Regions from separate parts of the Gossypium hirsutum genome. Here region 1 is linked to region 2. The links are chromatin contacts, called in public Hi-C maps. All regions are on one chromosome and are shown on one strand. Each heading gives the region's core, a stretch centred on a gene start, on an enhancer-like site or on the middle of the called end of the contact. The rest is flanking DNA. Distances are from core to core; before and after follow the strand shown. Region 1 holds the start of LOC107912470 (probable E3 ubiquitin-protein ligase XERICO). Region 2 has its middle 6.4 kb from the start of LOC107912471.

Evidence for each region. A called contact is a pair of places that touch in the nucleus more often than the background predicts.
Region 1: a contact with region 2 is called in a Hi-C map of leaf, with 1.8 times the contacts expected there. The contact joins the promoter of LOC107912470 here to the enhancer-like site in region 2. A contact is called at or near these places in 4 of 34 Hi-C or Micro-C datasets (fibers, leaf and petal).

The regions. Positions count from the first base shown.
Region 1 is chrD11:15,732,098-15,739,045 of Gossypium_hirsutum_v2.1, forward strand. It overlaps LOC107912470 (probable E3 ubiquitin-protein ligase XERICO), which reads left to right and starts at 2,123. Exons shown (of 3, transcript XR_005921155.1): 1 at 2,123-2,280; 2 at 2,562-2,627; 3 at 3,013-3,856.
Region 2 is chrD11:15,693,289-15,700,500 of Gossypium_hirsutum_v2.1, forward strand. No RefSeq gene overlaps it. Among protein-coding and RNA genes, the nearest start is that of LOC107912471, 6.4 kb to the right of the region's middle. Within about 2 kb of position 5,688, at least 3 of the 9 cell types and tissues checked have an H3K27ac peak or open chromatin away from gene starts, as enhancers often do. A contact at or near this core is called in leaf, where this site is marked.

The DNA of each region.
Region 1 (6,948 bases), core at 873-3,372, 35 kb after region 2:
GCCGAATTACTCATTCAGGTCTAAAAGTCTGTCCAAATTTTGGGAGAGTTTGAGTAAAAATATTAGGCCTGTTTAAATATAAGTTGGGATTGGGCTTGTTTTTAATGTTTATAATACTTTATATTTTGTTATTTTTTATATATTATGTAATTTATAACACATTAAAAAAATTTATACTAAATGTACAATACTACTCTAATGTAAACATTAAAACAATGTTAATATGACTATATAAAAATTTTCAATAAATAGAAAAAATATATGAAATTATAAAATGTTATATTAAAACAATATAAATATTTTTAAAATAATTAAAAATTAATATGGGCAGCTTTAAGTAAAATTTTAGGCTTATATTTCAAGTTGGGCATGGCTTAGGAAAACATAAAATAAATTAATATTATGTTTAGACCCGACCTAGCCCAACCTATAAACACTTCTAGTCACAAATCAACTCGATCAATAAAATATTATTGCTTAATTAAATTCACATAATTTAAAAAAAATCATAAACCGGATTATTAAAATCATATCGTCAAGCTTCTTTATTGCCCAAGTAATTTTCTAAGCCTAAAATGTGTTGTTTGATAACTACTTTAAAAAATTAAATCAACTGAAATTATTAATTATTAATGATTTAATTTATTAAACACATTTTATAATTCATAAAAACATAAAAAATTTTAAGTAAATAAAGAGTTACTTATCACTATTTCTTTACAAAGTTCTTTTGAAGACTTTCCCTTTAAGATTTAATTTTGTTTAAAATAAAGTGAAACGGTTTTAAAAAAATAAGAATAAAAATGTTGAATAGAACATTTATAATTAGAATTTAAATATGAATTTTGGTTTAATTTATAATTATTATACATGAAATTTTGATTTGAAACAATTATCATAAATTATTAATACAATTATTAATATGGTTTAATTTTATGTTTATATATTGCAAACACACATAATTATATTAATGTATTTATTTCTTCAAATATGTATGATTGAATCAAAATTAAAGTTGACGTATATATTTGAATCACAAACAAAGTTTCAGTTTTATAATTGCACCTAATCAAAATTTATATATTAAATTGCACATTAAATCAAGAGTACACGTAGAATTTATCTAAAAGAACAAATCAATTTTTTATTAAAATAATAACATTAAAATTTTAAATTTTATAATATTTTAGATTCAATCCTATAAAAATATAATTTATTTTGGATAATTATTGAGAAAGAAAGGATATGAAAAGAGAGCCTTCATTGTTTTTCACGAGAAGAACATTCCTGACATATGAATTGCCATTCGCATTTTGCTCTTTACTTTAAAAAAATTCCAAGTTGGCCTAAGAAAACACTATTTTAAAATTAAAAAACATTTGATTTGCTATTCCCACTGTTTTTAGCTAAAAATGGCAGATTCAGTTTTCCCTCTTTTTGCTGCTTTATGTAAGAATGGGTTTAGATATTTTTATTTTTTATATTATTATAATATAAGCGGTGGTAAAATATATTGTATTATGTTTAAATTTTGAGAATAATATTACTGACTTTAAATATAAAAAATAAAATAAGCACGAAGAACAAAAAAAAGCACAACTTATAATTAAGCTTTTAATTTACTTCAATTAAAGATTTATCTATTTATGACATATTTTTACCAAGTTAAAAGCCTAAGGTTGAGAAAGTAAAATATGTACGTAAAATATTGTTAAAGAGTGACATATATTTATCCATTAGATTTTAACTTAATTGAGGAATAAAAAAACTTATTAAATATATTGTATTTTTTTATATTATTATAAATGATTCAATAAAAAATATAGGTTCGAACTTTAAAAACCTTATTATTAGAAAGATTTATTACAAAGTTAAATATAAATAATAAAATTTACAAAAAAAAAGTAAAAAAAATTAACATAATAGATTATTTAATTTCATTATTTCAATTAAAAATTTATTTATTTGATATATATATTCTTTGATAATAATTATTTGTTTGTATATAAGCATTTAATAAATATATTTTTACAACAACTAAACTCAAGTAGAAGTAAGTTTGATGATATAAAGTAACCATAGTTAAGGGGATTAGAGTTAAAGGTGGGGATTGCTGTATAAGTAGCAGCCATTGCCAGACATTTTAAATGCTTACATATTTTCATTTTATTGTTAAAAGAAAACCAAATTAGCTTTCTCTATGTTTAAATTGCTCTAATGAAAAATAATCTTGTTTAGTTCTTGTCCTTGGTGCCCTCTACACAGCAAAGTTGACCCTGTGTAAGTTTAACTTCCTTGGAGATTGCTCTTTCCCCTTTTTGGAGGGCATTTAAAGATTTTTCCCCCCTTTCAAATAATGCAGCAAATGGAAGATATAAATGGGAACTTTTGATTATGCTTGAAATTATTAGATCTCATATCACCTTGTTGTTGCATTTTTCTTTTTGTTGGGTTTTGGGTATTTGAATTCATTGAAAAAACATCACAGTTCTTGGTGTACTTATCCACAAATGTTCCAATAACCTCACTTTTTCCTAATTGAATGATGGGTTGTCTTGCAGATTACCAGGGTTTCCACTCATCATTCATCACTGGTTATGTAAAATTTTCCCTCCCTTGCTTTAAAGGTGATTTTCGTAATCAATTACAATGATCTTCTTCCTTGTCTTTTTTCTTCGTTGTTTATTTGTGTTTTAATCAGTGATTTTGTTCGTCTTTGATGTTTTCTGCATGTGAGTTTTGGGATTAAAACGTGTTAGTATTATTCTTATTTGGCGTTTTGCTTTCCGATTCTGTTGAGTTCGCGCACAGTTAGGCTCGACACTATAACCTCTTGAGCTAGCTAACTCAAACTCTGTGGTTTCGCTTGTTTAGGCACTTTGAGACATTCTCATAAAACGGTCAAGGCTCTTGGCAGAGTCCTGAGCATTTTGCTTTGCGTAATTCGATTACTTTTGCATTGATTTCTAATTCTATGTTTTGTATTCTAATGGATGTTTTTATGTTTTACAGGTCATATATTTCAGCTAGAGAGTAGCTGAAATTATCTTCTTGCATCTACCGTTCCATTATTGGGACCTTGATACTGAAAATGGGTCTCTCAGGTCTCCCAGCACCATCAGAAGGAGTGCTATGTGTTGTCCAATCAATCCTTCACATTGTCGGTATTGCGTCTTCGTCGCCATCCTCGGATTCTGTCGAAAATCCCTCGGAATCATTCGAATTCAGCCCTACAACTTGTGATAGTTACATGGAAGAGTTCCGGAATAGAACCCCAGCGATGAGGTTTGATGCTATATGTAGCTGCAAGCAACCTGAGTATGAATGTTCGGTTTGCCTGACTCGATTTGAGCCGGAATCGGAGGTTAATCGCTTGACCTGCGGCCATCTCTTTCACAAGGTGTGCTTGGAAAAGTGGTTGGATTATCAGAAGGTTACATGCCCGGATTGCCGGACGCCTCTGCTGCATGAACAAGAGGCTTCCTGCATTTGGTGAGAATAGTACAACCGTGATGAAGGTATTTATTGTACAGCGATTAATATGGGAGTTATGGGCCTGTGATACCCGTTTCTGATGATATATGCATCTCACTCGAACTCTTCATATGTTTTATTTTTTTTTTGGGTGAATTAATAGAGGAGCGCTAACAGTAAGACGAGTAACGTAACTCGAATTCAATCCACATCTAAAGCTGTGAAGACCCTAACTATCTTGTCAACGTAGGAATCATAAATTTTACTTTCATATAAAATATTTGGAGTTTGATGCATATTCAGACAAATATCAAAAAAGTGTTGTAAGGATTTTTTTTTCTTCATCCTCGAATATATCCAAAACAACTAAGAAATTGGTGTCTACCAGCTTTTCACTACACTCCTAATATTTTGTCAATTTTTATAGAGGATTAATGCATTATGTATTTTTTTTTGAAATGTGTATTTTCAGGGTACTTTTTCTAGACTAATTTCGATCAAATAATTTGAAGGATTTGTTGATTTCACCGATCCAAAAGATGAAAGTATAATTTCTCTCTGAATGAAAATATATTTTCTAACTGAAAAGCGGTTGGGTGTAAGGTATATTATATTCTCGATAGGAGGATTTTAGTTTAAACTTTGGAGATGATATTATTAGACTGAACAATTACGAATCTTGAATATGAATTATAAAATAAACATGAAAAATATGATCAAGTTTTTGTATTATATTATATATGAAATTTATATATATTATAAGAAAAAAATAAATTAAAAAGTAAGAGAAATATTTTTAAAAAAAATCTAAATTATGTCATAAGTCTTTATACTCTTCACAAATTTAGAATGTAGTCTTTATACTTGTTATTCCCAATAATTTAGTCCTTTTACTTTTTAGATTTCAAATTTTAGGTCTAAATATTAATATTGTTAAATTTGCTGGTGTGATATTTTGAAATTAAAAAAAATACTCACTTGGTAGAGATGTAATTAAAAAATGGCGTTATAATGAACTTGAATTTAATATAATAATTTTAACAACGTTAACAATTAGACTTGAGTTGTGATATTTGAAAAATAGATGGACTAAAGTCCTATGAATAAAAGTAGAATAACTAAATTCTAAATTTATAATGAATACATGGACTTAACACATATTTTCACAAAAAAGAAAAAAGAAAAAAAATAGTCAATATTAAACTAACCTCGACACCGATAGGAGTCGAAGTCCAAACACTAACTTAAAATGCAATCAAAAAATTAAAAATGAAACTCAACTCCTGTGAGAGCTGAGGAACAAAGTTAGACTCGCCAATCGAAATTCTCTTTCCTTGTCCCCTCCTTGATCCCGAGGAAACTTAGTAGTCAAAACTTTACGTTAGACTCGACATCCACCGATATCGAGGTCCCCACAAAATAAAATCTAAGAAATAATTATTTTAGTATTTTTATACATATTATGGGAATAAAAAAAATGGGATAATATAATTATTGGCTTTTGAGCTGGGCAATTAGGTTTAATTTTGTACTTTTTCCACTTTAGTCCTTGAACTTGACAACTGAATACATTTTGTCTCTTAAAACTTAGATTTTGTCAAGATTTAATGAAGAGAATTAATCGGTATAACGGTTAAAACAAAGGCATTGAACCAAATGACTAGGAAACTGATTGAAATTAGTAAAAATAGAAAACTGAAATAATAAAAAAATCAACAATTAAACCAATTTAATATTTTTTTAATTTTTATGATTTTTAATTCTTTATTTATTGTTGGTCTAGTGGTCGAACCTATTGAATTGGTTGAATTGAGAATTGATGGTCTAACCTATTCAACCACTGGTTTAGTTGTTAAAATACTGAACGTGACACTTTGAAATTGTACCACGTTGTAATACCCCATAACCGGCTTAAATGACAAGGCCAAACTTAGAGAGTTACAATGTATGACAATCAAGACACACTCTACACTTTATATTAAAACTCCTTTAAAGTCATATAAAGTTTTAATAAAGATAAATCAGTACTTCATGATTATCATCCAACTAACTGAAATTACTATACAACTAACATTATTAATAATACTAAAAGATGTAAACGCATAACCCCGTTCAAGCCTGTGATTTACTTGAAATCCATTAAACAATAATTGAATTAATAAATATCAAAAGGAACCAACTATTTATATATTCAATAGGGTATTGGTAAAATTAAGATATCCAAGTGCAGATGTTGATTCAGAATCAGGAAATAGTTCATTCGGTTACAGATCAGAATCATACAGACAGATAACAATTCAAACTGTAGTCAGTTGCAGAACATAACAGATGCAATTACTTAATGTCAGCTGCTACACACCATCTTCGACCAACCTAACACACAAAATAGGGTATTTATTACCCTTCCAGCCTTACACACCATACAGTGTCGGTCTGACACGTTTTAGATAATGCAGCCTAGCTGCCAGATTAGAACATAAATACTAATGAGTTATCCACAGTTTCATAACAGAATACTTCCTCCTGATTCAATTCCCACCCGATGCATATGCAAACTTTACATGACAATTAAAACAAAGTTTTATGCGAATACTCAAATACCGCTCATACTCGAATACAATAAATCAAATCCATTAACATTAATCAAACACAATACACACTGAAAATCAGTTCTCAAGTTTCAGATCATAGAAAATCAGTTTATACAGTTTAATTCAGTTCAAATGGCCTCACAGAAGGCTTGTATTCGGTTCGAGCGATGCTCGGGATATGGCAAAATTTTGTAAACTGGCCCACACACCCATGTGGTCTCACACAGCCTAGGTAGCTGACCCGTGCGGCCCCACACGGCCTGCACACACCCGTGTGCTTGCCCGTGTGTCTCACATGGCTGTGTCCTCTGGGCATGTGATCCTTAGTTTGTAAACAGTGAGCTACATAGCCTGGACACATGCCCGTGTCCTTGGCCCGTGTGAACCTTGCACTATCAAGGCCACACACAGTCTGGACACATGCCCACATGGCTTTTACTTGGTGGACAGTGAGTTACACTGTAACAACTCTTACCCGAGACCGTTGCCGGAGTCGAGCACGAGGCATTACCTAACTTAACTTACTAGTTTGGAGCACAAAAATTTTCTTTTAAAATTAATTCACTCACGTTCATTCAATATGTCCCTAAAAATGAATATCGAGACCCTAAATCATGCAATAGAAATGGTTCGGGTCCAAACCGGGAACATTAATAATTTTCCAAATACTAAAACAAATCAAAACAATTCCTTTCACTATTCATAATAAAACTGTCCACCTACGCAACAGTCACTAATTTAATTATAACTCAAGTTACAAAACTCGAAATTTAGATCCGTAAATTTTCCCTGAAACTAGACTCATATATCTTCTTACCATAAAATTTTCAGAATTTTTAATTTTTCCAATTAGTACAGTTTATTCTTTAAAGTCTCATCTGTT
Region 2 (7,212 bases), core at 4,438-6,937:
TTCTTATGGTTTAATTGAACTGAAATGTTATGTTTTGTTATAAAAAAAATTAAATTTATTAAAGTAGAATTTATAATTATACTTACTTCATATTTGACTAATTTAACATAGATGTAAAATTTTTGAATTCTACGGAATGTCTGTGTTAAGTTGCGTTTTGTCCGATAACGCCTCGTAATCCTAATTCATTTACGTATACGGGTTAGGGGTGTTACACGATTTGTCTCGATTCGCTTGTAAAAGAACACAAACTTATCTCCAAGATCTCAAACCTCATTCCTCGCGCTTAAATCTGGTCCGATGCACCTAAATCGGGTCCTTCAGATGATAATTTTCACATGGGTTAACATTTTATTTCTAAGATTTATCAAGATTCATCAAGTTTAATGAAAAGATTTGATATAAAACCTAAAAAAATCATTTAGTAACTTGTAAGATTATTGTTAGATAAAAATTCTATGAAGATTCAAATTCAAACACTGGGATCGAGTTATTCTTACGGATTCTTGGTTAAGACTAAGGTTGATGCTAATGGCAATTATGAATCCAATAGGAAACGGTTCAATCGAGATTTGATTATGTTTCAGGAAGCAAAAATAATTCCGGCAATGGAGAGAAAATATGTTGTAAAGAATAGGATGAAAAGGATAAAGGGGGAAAATATAAGGAGAGAAAAGGACCAACTTCTAATAGGATTTGAAAAAAAGGGAAATTGAAAACCAATTAGGAGATAAATTGCTTAAATATCTAAGGTTTGGAAACCCTAGGTGTGACATGGGTGCTTTTCCCAAATTTTTGGCTGAAAAATAATAAAAGAATAGGATTGGGTAAGGGTGGTTCAAACTTGGGTAAGGGAGGGGGAAACAAGCATGTTTAATGATTTGAGCTGTTGCCTATTCTTATTCAATTTTTCCTCCAATTAATACTTATTTTAGTGTGATTTTTCATCCTAGTTTGCTGATTTTTTTTTAATGGGAGTGATAGTTGTCAAGGCCACCAAATATAAATTTCCTACATTCTAACTAAACTAAATAGTAGTATAGAGAAGCAGGGTCAATCCCACAGGGACGTGGATTCATAATATTGCTTTTTGCAGGACCAGATACCAAAGTCGTGGCAGTTGTCGTGCTCACGACTTGTAACGTGATGTGCTGAAAAATAAAACGACTGGGTTTTAGTTTATTAGGGTTAAAAATATAGAAATAAATAGAACAAAATATTAATTGAATTATAAATACAAAATTAAATAACTGAAATTAAATTAGATAATCAAATGTGCAAATTCTTAACCTTAGACTAAAAATATTACAAACTCGAGTTAATCATTGAAAGTGAAGTTTTCCTTCGAAACGATAAGTTGGTTATAGAGATCAATGATACCTTAACAGCTAACTCTTCCTTGTGCATTTGATTTTGGTATGCCCTACAAACCAACCCTTACCGACTATCTAACCACGTAACATGCGTTCGCAATTTAAGATCTCGGCAGCCTTGTGATCTAAAAGAGCCTAACTCGAATTAATGACCTCAACCGCGTGGATCGTTTAAATCAGATCACTGTCTCCCTTGACGGAATCCACTAGGCCTTTTCCCACCTGGACACGCCAATTTGTTCGTGAGAACCCGAACGCGGCAGACGACCATCTCGTTTTCCCAACTGTACGCCAAACTACTTCAACCCAACATGCACTTTTTGAGTTGAAATTGAATTAACTTTAAGGGACGATTGTGACTATCCCATATTCTGGAGAGAGAATGAATATCATGCCGTAAGGTTCTAGCACGGGTCCATTTCTCATGATTCTCGATCGGAATAATAACTGGCCTAAAGCTAAACGAGATTAGCTGAGCATGAAATTAATCATACTTGATTAGATTATGAGAGTGGATTTCAATGAAAGATAATAGGTGGAGAAAAGTGAGGACTAAAAAGGAAATTGCACCAAAGTATAAAAAGAGGAAAGAAATGGCAAAATATTTGACGCAAGAATATGCTAATTGCCTTTTTAAATTCAAGTGTGTTCTAATACCACAATTACAAGTCTTTATATACTTATATGCACCTCGCAAATAACTAATTTCACATAATTTACTCCTAGAATCATGCTTAACAACCAACCACAATATCAGATTTTCTAAATATAGAATTTGTCAAAGTCAAAAGTTTGATTTTTTATTAGCCCAAAAATAATTCTGCAATTTTCAATTCAGCCCCCAACTTGCTTTTTGTTTCAATTTAGCCTGATTTTGTTTGTTTTTGAACTTCAGCACTCCAATTGCGTCCCTGATAAAATTTAAGCAAGAAATCAAAAGCTTAGTAGCATTCTATTAAAAATCGACAAAAAATAGATTGCATTAAACATGTAAAATTAACTTGCTATCAAGGAAAGATACCTTTAAGGAATGTATAAACTACTTAACCATCAAGCCTAAAGCTTATTTCTTACTTATTTATTACAACTAACCCCTTATATTGTGGGGTGTGACATATGTAATTTACCTTAAAATTTATTTAAAAAATCTATAAAAATAATTAAAAAAGCATAATTTTTATTTAAATATGTACAAATCTAAAAAAATTAAATTTAAAACTAAAAAAAATTAAACTAACATTTCTTGAAATTTTTTATTATATAAAAAATCTTAAAAATTTCAAACTAAATTCGATTTGTTTTCCACCCCTGATGGATGCCTTTAATCACATTAATAACTTCATGTTATTTTATCGAGAATTTGCTTTGCAAAATTTATTTTGTTTTATTTATTCTCAAAGTCCTAGTAAAATACATCTCAATTAGTTTTTTTTAAGATTCAGATTCCACTATTAGATCGATTGTTGCTGCTCGAGTTTTCAAAAAACAAAATCTAGACTTGCAACATTGCTTTCATTTTTAAGAATCATAAAAACTTCTACTATCAATGGTCTATTTATAATATTTTCTTGATAATTATAAAAAAGAAAAGAAAGGAGAAAAAAAAAGAAGAGGGAAAGAGAGGAGCAAAATGTCCTATTATATTGCCTCAATTCTTTGGTAAGTTTCATTTATTGAAATTTGAGCTTTTTTTTTCTTTTAATTTCTAATACAAAGCACCCTACTTCTTTTCTAAACCCATCTTTTCTTTTTTGTAACTCCAATTACTTGATTGATTAGGTTTTTGAGTGACTTTCAATTTTGAAATTTTAGATTTTTAAAATTTATAATACAAAATGCTCTTCTTCTTCTACAACCCCATCATTTGCTCTCTCAAATTTTAACTTCTTTCAACTATAAATAATACACACATATATATTAATTATCTGGAAAGAGCGGAGTCAATGCCAATCTGCATGAAAAAAGAGAAAAGAAACAAGAAAAGGCAAAGAAAGATGAATATAAAAAGAGCGTAAAACAACAAAGCAAATGAAAAACAAAAGTAAGATCAAAGTGAATGAGTATTTAATGTATTCTTTTTGTGAAAGTTCAAAGATTTTGATTTTTTATGAGATTAGATGTGGAAAAACTAATTGCAATTTTTTTGTTTTTCCTTGCTACAATTGATTTTTGTATGAATTATTTATTTTTAAGACTTTTTACATTTTTTACAATTATTGTTAAGGATATTTTAAAAATACCAAAATGATTTTTTAACTATAGTTCAAGGACCAAATTAACTATTAACCTTTTAAATTAAGGTGCAACATTACTTTTTTAACTAAATTTAATAGTCAAATAGTAGAATTATAGAAAAAAAAATGAATTATTTGAGTTGCAAATAAGAAAATGAGCTCGACCGGGTACTAACCAATCCAGTTCGTGGAAATTGGAAATAAAAACAAAAAGTCCCTTTTGCATGAAATCAAAGTGATATTCTTTCTTTTTTTTGTTATTTGAGATATTTCTTTAGAGCCCTTGTTTTATTTTAAAATATATATGATATAGAATATAATATAAATGAAATGGAATTACTGATAAAAGTTATATATCTCTATAGAAAAGTTGAGTGACAAAAATGCAATAATTTAATAATGTTAGTGACTATTATGTAACTTTTAAAGGTTGAGTGACCAAAATATAATTTTAAACAAAATTTAGGAATGATCGGTGTAGTTTACCCAATCTTATAATAGGTAAAAAAAATTAACGGGGTCAACCTTTTTGACTTTTTCAATAAATATTAATATAAAATTTAAAAAGTAGGTGGTGTATCTATGGTAACAATTGTTGCATTTGGGAGATTAACTTCGGACTTTTTTTTCTCTTTAGTTTTTTTTTTTCATTTCTCTTTTTTTTTTTCATTTTTCAGGTTTTTTTTTAATTTGTGAATCGGTCGAATTGTTTGTTGAATCGATTTGATCGATTAAATTAAGAATTAGTGGTCCAATTGATTTAATCATGAGTTCGATTTTAAAAACTTTAATTGATTCATAAATCAATACAGATTAAATTAAAAAATTTTAGAAATATATATATTTTTAAGTTTTATAAATTTTAATAAATTATTAAACAAATTAATTTAACTATTCAAATCGATAACCGGTAGTGTAATATGACTTCGAAAACTTTAGTGTAAATTTGAAGGAAACATTCGTGAAAGTGTATCCATATTTGCAACTTTTTTTTTTTGCCAAATTCACAAAAGAAACATTTTTTTTTCTAATAAAAGAAGTGGTAATATTGTTTGGAAGAGAGGGAGTTGAGTTTGCATTTGGATGAGTTACAAATAACTTTTTTACAAAAATAATAATTTATTATCTAAATAATATAAACTCACCTTTATTTACTCAAATTATATATTTTGAGCAATAAAAAATTCTAGTCTCCCAATGGCTCAGATTGGCATTGTTTGTGGCGATTTGGGCATTTGAAAACTGTTTTCATATTTTAAAAAGATATAATTTTTTTTAAATTATAAAAAATAAAAACTCTTTAAAATTTTAAGATAAAAAATGGAAAATTTAAATATTTTGAAAATATAAAAAAATTTCAAATTTTATTTAAATTGGACTAAAAATCGGTGGGTCAATCAATTGTTTACCTCTCACCAGGATGATACCAGACGATTTTTGGTTCAACCAATCCGATTTAGATACCATTGAATTTTGATTTTTTTATATTAAAAAATATTTTTATTTTTGAATTTTAAAGAGTTTTTAAAAAATTTTATGTTATTTAAAATATGGAAAAAATAATTTAAAAAGTTACGTAATTTTAAAGGGTACGTACCAAATTGGCAAAAAAATTTTAAAGGTTAAAAAGTTTAAAAATTTTAAAATCTAATTGTTCTATGAATCGGTATGAACTGATTGAACCGAACTAAAAGAACCAATTGAACTAACTGTTGAACTAATTTTTATATATATTTTTTATCAATTATCTGTTTTGACCGATCAGGTCAACTATTTTGGAGACCGATTAGTCTAATTAATTCAATTGTTGATTTAATCGATTTTTTAGCTCGGTTTAATACCCGACCTATTTTTGGTTCAATCGTTCTAGTTGAATTTAGATAATATTGAATTTTAAAATTTTTATACCCAAATCACCGGTCACCACCAACTGTTCAAATTTAGATCCTTTGGAAATTGATTAAGTGGGTATACCCTAGACATTATTTAGATAATAAATTATTGTTTTAATATTATTTTTCTGAGAAAGCCATCTGTGGAACACGTTGATTTTATTTCAATTTTGTGTGGATAAGAAACTGCCTGATGTCAGGAAAGCAACTAAAGTCAAACTCAAACCCAAATATGGCAGGAGGAGAGGACCCCACTGTTATCAATGCATTTCAGATTTTATATAAAAATACTTTAACATATTAATTAATTACGAAAATGATCTATACAAAAAATTATTTAAGAAAATAACACATTTGCTATAGTAAAAGTCGATGACATCTGATCAACCGACCATACCACTTACTTTTTTGGCTTAATCATTACCTAACCATCAATTTTTTTTAAAAAAATAAGATTTTTTTCTACATCTCAACATTTCACTTTTTGCTCTCATATCATGTTTAAACTAATCAAATTATTCATATAATAACATGAGATATATATTACAATAATTAGATATAAAAAAGTTAATGTAAATTTAAATTTGTAATTAGAAATATGAGTAATAATTTTTACAAAAATTTTTCTTTTTTTTTTATACTAAAGTAAGTCATAAGAGTAACTAAATATTACCAATTAAATTATTTTATTATTATATAAAAAAAGTTACTCCAATCCTTGAACATTTTGCCCCTACACGTTTCAATCCAATTCTATCTATTTGTTAGGCGGCACTAAAAAATTACTATTATTTATATTTTTAGGATGGTGTCACCTGGGAAAGTGGCAACACTCAACTCTACTATAGAAATCAGGTAATTCTCATAATTAATCTTGAAATTGGGTCATTTTCATAATTTTTTAAACTTATAGTGTTAGATTCCTAAAAAAACCCATGTTATGAGATATAGGAGTGTTATTTTGATCATGAAGATCTAGTTGGTCACTCAATTTTTAGAATACTTTCATTTTGGTCACCCAAAATAAAATTCTTGTAATTTATCATTCAAATTTTAAGATGCTTTCATTTTAATCACCTAATCGCTAAATATCTAACGACAGTTAGACTATACATGCCACATCATGTTTATACTTTTATTTTGATCACCCAATTTCATTTTTTTCAATATTGAAATTTTAAATTTAAAAAGCATAAAAATCAATTAAATAAATTGTTAAAAGAATTTTGATAATGCCAACCGATTTGTTACTAAAATATTGAAAATAATTAAATTAACTAATTTAATCTCTTTCTAAATCGTAAAATTTTATTTTATGTTTCTATATTATTCTTAATAAAATCAACTCGAATAACTCATATTTAATAATTGTCTATGAAAAATATAATCTTGAATCTTTCAATGCTAAGCTAAAAGCAAAGGAAAATCCATTAATTGCTTGTTTATCGTTTGGGTAAAAATGTGATGAAAAATTTCAGGTTTTATTTGGCATGAAAAATAAAATTAATTAATTGTAAGGATTTTTCTTTACTTTTAGCTTAGCATTAAAAATTCAAGATCATATAATCATTCTGTTAAGAAATTTTGAACAACCAAAAAGAATTAAGTGTAATTAACGATACCAACATTGTCCTAATTCCAGAAGTTCAAAATCCAAAAAATATGGGACAATTTAGGCCAATTAGCATTTACAGTGTAGTTTATAAAATAATC